2 separate regions of the Mus musculus genome follow, and region 1 is linked to region 2. A link is a contact called in public promoter capture Hi-C data. All regions are on one chromosome and are shown on one strand. Each heading gives the region's core, a stretch centred on a gene start, on an enhancer-like site or on the middle of the called end of the contact. The rest is flanking DNA. Distances are from core to core; before and after follow the strand shown.

Region 1 (2,878 bases), core at 12-2,511, 71 kb before region 2:
TCCCTTCTGGCTAGTTTTCATAATGCCTTGAGCTGCTGTGCAGGCTGCTTGAGGAAAAAGGTTTATGAACAGTCTTAACTCGCTGTGGATGTTGGTGTCTAAGAAACGTCCATCTTTGTCAGACAGGGATAGTTTATTGAGCATACACCCCAGGACTGGTCAACCAGGGCCATGGTCCAGATTTGGTAACAGCCATGATGCAAAGTTAAGATTCTACAGGGTTTTTAAGCCCCAATCCATTAACATCTGTGCCAAGTTATTCCACCAATCAGGATTTAGAGATAGGGGATTTCCTTAGGATTAAGTCTTTGTTGTACACTTATCCTGCTTGCATTGGTTGGGGTATTCAACTGTGGCTGGGGGCTTGCTTTGTCCTAACTTGTCTACCAGGATGGGACTTGTCTAACGTTCATGTCTTAACTTGCCAACCAGGATGTCAGTTATCCACATACATATTTCTTTCTGCCAAGTAGGATGTCTGTTCTCAGGGAGATCTTGGGAACTTAAATTTTACTCAACCACTACTCAAATGGAAGTCTTATTCCAAATAGTTTCTTCTGTTGATGCAGGTGTCTCCCTTATGTTGGAGTCCATCCCAGGGGCAGCTACACAGTTGTACTGATTTCTATCGTGATGGGTTCCCTAGGGCACAGAACATAACAGAATATGTAATCATCTTGGAATTAGAAAGTTTCCTAGTAACATCAGAAACATATGAGAAAGTTTTGCTATAAATGGCAGGCTAGCCAGGTAACTGTTTTACCTAGGTTCTAACAGTGGGCTCATGCTAAACCACTAACTTGCCTGGGAAAACGTGCCTACCTGTGTGATGGAGTGGCATGACTGTTGTAGGGTCCGAAGCACCTTGTGCTTTGAGCCCCACTCTCCTGGAGAGAATTCATTCCTGGTACTGTAAGCCTGCTCAGAACCCCATGGCTGGGGATGTCGTAGACCTGAGTGGGGAAACTGCTCCTACTGCTGTTTTGCTAAATGGACAAATTGTGCTCACCAAAGATCTTCCTTCTGATTATGTTTATGTTCACAGATTAGTGCTATTCTCAGGTTTGGTCAAAGGTTTGATAGTGTTGGTAGTGGTAGTGTGTGTGTGTGGGTTGTGTCAGTGTGTTGTAGTGGGTGGTAACTAATAATGCTCAGACAACTGGTTATTGTGCTGAAAAAAAGTCACTGTTATAGTGTTCAGCCCTAAAGAGGTCATGCATTTTATCCCCTCTGAGGATCAAAGAGCGCTACAGAAGCGGGAGTGGAAAGAATGTACGAGGCAGAGGAAGGAGGAGGGTGTTATGAAAGACTGTCTTCTGGGTATGACCCGATGGCTGCATTGATGAACTCACAGCAGCTGTGGTTACTATTTAAGACCTACACACCAGTGGGCTCAGAAGCACTCCATCCTTGACAGGGAAGAGGCTCATTAGGACCCACATTTCTGAGGATTTGTAGGCCATAAACAGAAGTTGGTAGAGAGTGGCTGACAAGGCACTCCCCCTTCCAGGGGAGAATGACAGTTAATAGTTGCTGGGGATGGGTTGGAGGTGGTCTTCAGTGATGTTTTTTTGTGAGGTGAGTCTGGCTGAAGAAAGAAAAGCAAGGAGCTATGGCGTTAGGAAGCTGAGTCAGGAAGAGAGGGAATGAATAGTGGGAGGATCCTGGTAGCTAAACTGAACCTTAGAGATTCACCTGAAGGGACTGACTCTTAAGAGTCTGAAGATGTAGGCCTGGGTTCACCACATCTAGAACAGTCAGCTTGTTGTCTTCTTGGTAGAGAGCGTAGATATACAATAACTCTAGGTTTAATCCAGCATAGTCAACAAACCATAAAACCCATCTATATAAGGGGAATAAAAGTGGTTTGTTATGAGCCAAAAGTGCACTTAAACTGTAAGTTCAAAGAATAAAACATATTGTGTGTTCAGCTAGACAGTCAGAAAGGTTTAAGAATTGAGCAGGGCAGTGGTGGCACACACCTTTAATCCCAGCACTTGGGAGGCAGAGCAGGCGGGAGGCCAGCCTGGTCTACAAAGTGAGTTCCAGGACAGCCAGGGCTACACAGAGAAACCCTGTCTCGAAAAACCAAAAAAAAAAAAAAAGAATTGGTTTGGAGCATTCTTACAAGAGTTAGTGTCTTAATGTAATTTATTTAAAGACAAAGCCCTGAAAAGATGGTGCTATCACAGCTTGAGTCACACGTTCCAGTTGTGATTGCTCTATATGAGTTGATGATACTGAAGTTATAAGCAGAAAGTACTGGAATACAAGAAAAAATGTATAGATATACTTGTGTGTGATTGGACAGGGAAAAGAATGGCAGGTTCCCGCAGTTCACCCCCAGCTACTCTCTTCCTGTGGTCCTGCTGCCTCTAGACTAGCCTCTGTGTGGTGGTCTTCTCAACTCCAGTTCGCCTGTTTCAGAGCCACTTGTACCTTCTCAGCCACCCACCCCCTGTGGTCGGTGGTCCCAAATTCCAGTAACCCAGAAAATCAAAACTCTAGAAGCTTGTAATTAATCAGTCAGATTTATATATCAATAAATTTTCAATTCACAAGATGCCAACACGATAATTTCAGAGCCAGTTGATAATGATACAAGGTACCCACCTAGATTACACAAGTTATTCTATCCCTATGTGATATTATAGCTACCTGTGGCTAAAAAGCCATGTGGAATGTGAATCGTCCTGCTCATCCTCCATCTTCCTCCTCTTCCCTCCCTCCTCCATCCCTGTCTCTGAAACTCTTCCCTCTGCCTCCCTTTTCCCTGTCCAATCACAGGCTTCTTGTATTAATATTTAAAGTGATTGGACAGGGAAAATTCTGCTACCCTTGTGTAGTAAGAGTTTTGTGTTCCAAAGTTGTTGGGTAA
Region 2 (2,988 bases), core at 196-2,695:
AGGGAGCAGCGGGAATTCTGTAACAAAGCCAAGCAGGTCATAAGCTAATGTCTGTAGCACAGCCCTTTCCTGCCCTGGGTGGAGTGCCCTGTACAACTGACCTTTGGCCGCACTCCTAGAAATCCACTACAGTTGTCTGCTCCGCAGTGGCACACTGTCCTGCCGTTGCCCAGACAGTCCAAGTTATAGTTAAACGTTAACTCCATCCCTGAAATACAGGAGAAACAAATTATTCACAGTGATGTTAGGAGGGAGAAACACTGCCTGACACTTTCATGTAGACACACGGTTCTGAGACAAAGGCTTGTCCCAGGCTGGCAAGGTGGCTCGGGGTGAAAGCGCTTGCCATGAAAGCCTGACAATGGGACCTGGATTCAGATTCCATGGTGAAGCAGAGTCCTAGGAGTTCCTGCCTTGTCCTCACAAGCGCATATAAATGCACGCATCACATAACTACAGACTCTTCCTTCCATACCCCATCTCACTAAAAACAATGATAGAGAGAGGCCTTGTGGTCAACAATCCCTGCCCACCTAAGATGTTCTAAAAAGAGAAAACCCTTCAGCAAAAAGTGGTGAAAACAATGAAATAAGAGCTCTGGGCATGGGACCTGTGGTCAGGTAGGGCTTCTAGGGCTGGAGAGGTGGCTCAGCTGTTAAGAGCACTGACTGCTCTTCCAGAGGACCTGAGTTCAATACCCATCAACCACATGGTGGCTCACAACCATCTGTAATGAGATCTGATGCCCTCCTCTGGTGTGTCTGAAAACAGTGACAGTGTACTCACATACAGAAAATAAATAATTTTTTTTAAAAATAAGGGCTTCCAGCCTTGCCCTCTTTCTACAGCTAAGCTCTAGTTTCTAAGTGACACTACTGTGGTGTCATGACAGTGTTAGGAACGCCTTCCACTGTGAACCAATACACATTTACAACTGTAGCTCACCACACACACCCATGCTGAGCAGCCTTTCACCAGGTGCCCTAGCTACTGAGCCGCCCTTACCAAGCCCCTAAACTTGGAAAACTAGCTGGTTCTGTTGACAAGCTCGGAGGGAAGGAAAGGAGAGCAGTAACCATGGCTCCGAGGCTCCTCAAGTCTAACCTGAAACAGAATGATCTTCAGAGTTGAAGAGGAAAAGAAAAAGAAGCCAGCTGGTGTGGGGACAGCAAATTGCTTTCTTAAAAAAGGATTTACTTGGACTGTTTGTAATTACGTGAATGTGTGTATGTGTGTATGTGTGTATGTGTGTGGGTGCCCGTGGGAGCTGGAGGGCTCTGACCCTTGCAGCTGCAGTATGGTCGTGAGCCACTCCACATGCACGCTGGGCATTGATCTCCGGCCCTCTGCAAAACAAGTATAGACTCTCCACTGCTGAGCCATCTCTCCAGCCTCCATGAGTTAATTACCTCTAGTATGCTTTAAACGCACAGAAGAGCTAGGCCATCTAGTTCTATTCTGCAGACAGCACTATTTTGGGAAGTGACGTGTCTGCACTGTGGCAGACCCTCCCACATCCTCTTCTGCAGAAAGGCTGGACAGGTTTTCTCTTTAGATGTAGTTTTACCACATTGGCAAGTAACGCCCAGTTGTCTGATCTGAATAGACTCTCAGGGGCTGGGCCTTTAAGACAGGCTTCCCCCGTGGAGGGGCCCCGGCAGCAAGTCACGCTTTACCTGCAGGAATGTCACAAAGAGCAAATAGTCCAACTCGAACGTCTCCATTTACAGTCCACTTCTGTGTCTCACAGTTTGGATTACAACTGTGGTTCATGAAACGAGAATAATTTCCCTTTGGTCCAGCATCAATTATACGGTCCTTCAGAAAGAAAAAAAAGTCTGTGTGTGGGGGGTGCTTCAACATAAACTGGATACAAGCCCATTTAGAAACATCCAGTTAGGGAACTCCAAGACAGGATCATTTATCATCAGCTGGTGTGCCAACTGTCAGCTCTAAAAACATTGCAGACACTCCTCTGTGGAGTTAACACGTTCTCTATTTGAGGACCTTAGGGTTTTGTTTTTTAAATTTTTCTTTCTTTCTTTTCTTTCTTTCTTTCTTTCTTTCTTTCTTTCTTTCTTTCTTTCTTTCTTTCTTTCTTTCTTTCTTTCTTTCTTTCTAGAAACTGCATAGAAACTGCTGATGGTAGTCTAATAAATAAGGATCAGCAGCAGGTCACATGTTTAGGCATTCTTGATCGTGCACGGAGCTATATGGTTCAGGTAACCAACTGCTCAGGCAGTTCCTTCTCAGCTTCTCTCTTGAACTCTATGCTAGAAGATAAACTGCTATGGGATGGACGAGTTTACCCACGAGGACAGAGAAGGGCAATGAGACTCTCTCTGAGCGGGAGGTGACAGTCCTTCATGTCTGTCCTCTCACAGGGGTTACCTACGCAGGAAACACTAGACAGTTAGGTCTGTCAGTGTGGACTCTAACAGTGAGGTCGTGCCAAGGCCTGAACACACAGGACGCTGTCACTGAACTGAACTCAGTAAGAGGATTCGAGACGCAGACTCCAGCCTAACACCGGCAGTCGAGGTTACCCTGTAGCACGTGCAAGCTGTACACTTTTCTATTTTTTAATTTTTTTTTTTTTTTTGGTTTTTCGAGACAGGGTTTCTCTGTGTAGCCCTGGCTGTCCTGGAACTCACTCTGTAGAGCAGGCTGTCCTCGAACTCAGAAATTCGCCTGCCTCTGCCTCCCAAGTGCTGGGATTAAATGTGTGAGCCACCATGCCCGGCTACACTTTTCACATAAGACATAACTACATATAGTTTATCTTCCTTTTTTCTTTTTTGAGATAGTGTCTGACAATGTGGCTCTGGTTGGTGTGGAACATGCTATGTAGACCAGGCTGTCCTTGAACTGAGAGATCTGCCTGCCTCAGTCTCAAAAGTGCTAGGATTAAAGGTGTGTGCCACCATGCCCACAACCTCTTTTACTGTTTTTTGTTGGTTTTCTGTCAAGTTTTTGCTTGAGATGAGG

Evidence for each region. Capture Hi-C pulls out chosen DNA fragments and counts their contacts.
Region 1: a promoter capture Hi-C map of adipose tissue shows a contact between it and region 2. The contact joins two enhancer-like sites. A contact is called at or near these places in 1 of 484 Hi-C or Micro-C datasets (CD8 T cells), 4 of 115 datasets of contacts at active chromatin or transcription factors (the SCID.adh cell line, embryonic stem cells, intestinal crypt epithelium and 1 more) and 1 of 9 other capture datasets (adipose tissue).

The regions. Positions count from the first base shown.
Region 1 is chr8:25,778,479-25,781,356 of GRCm38.p6, reverse strand. The region is part of intron 1 of Bag4 (BCL2-associated athanogene 4); the gene reads left to right. Among named protein-coding and RNA genes, the nearest start is that of Bag4, 5.3 kb to the left of the region's middle. Within about 2 kb of position 1,261, at least 8 of the 459 cell types and tissues checked have an H3K27ac peak or open chromatin away from gene starts, as enhancers often do. A contact at or near this core is called in adipose tissue, where this site is marked.
Region 2 is chr8:25,707,893-25,710,880 of GRCm38.p6, reverse strand. It overlaps Nsd3 (nuclear receptor binding SET domain protein 3), which reads right to left. Exons shown (of 23, transcript NM_001081269.2): 20 at 1,677-1,818; 21 at 102-208. Among named protein-coding and RNA genes, the nearest start is that of Plpp5, 11 kb to the left of the region's middle. Within about 2 kb of position 1,445, at least 74 of the 459 cell types and tissues checked have an H3K27ac peak or open chromatin away from gene starts, as enhancers often do. A contact at or near this core is called in adipose tissue, where this site is marked.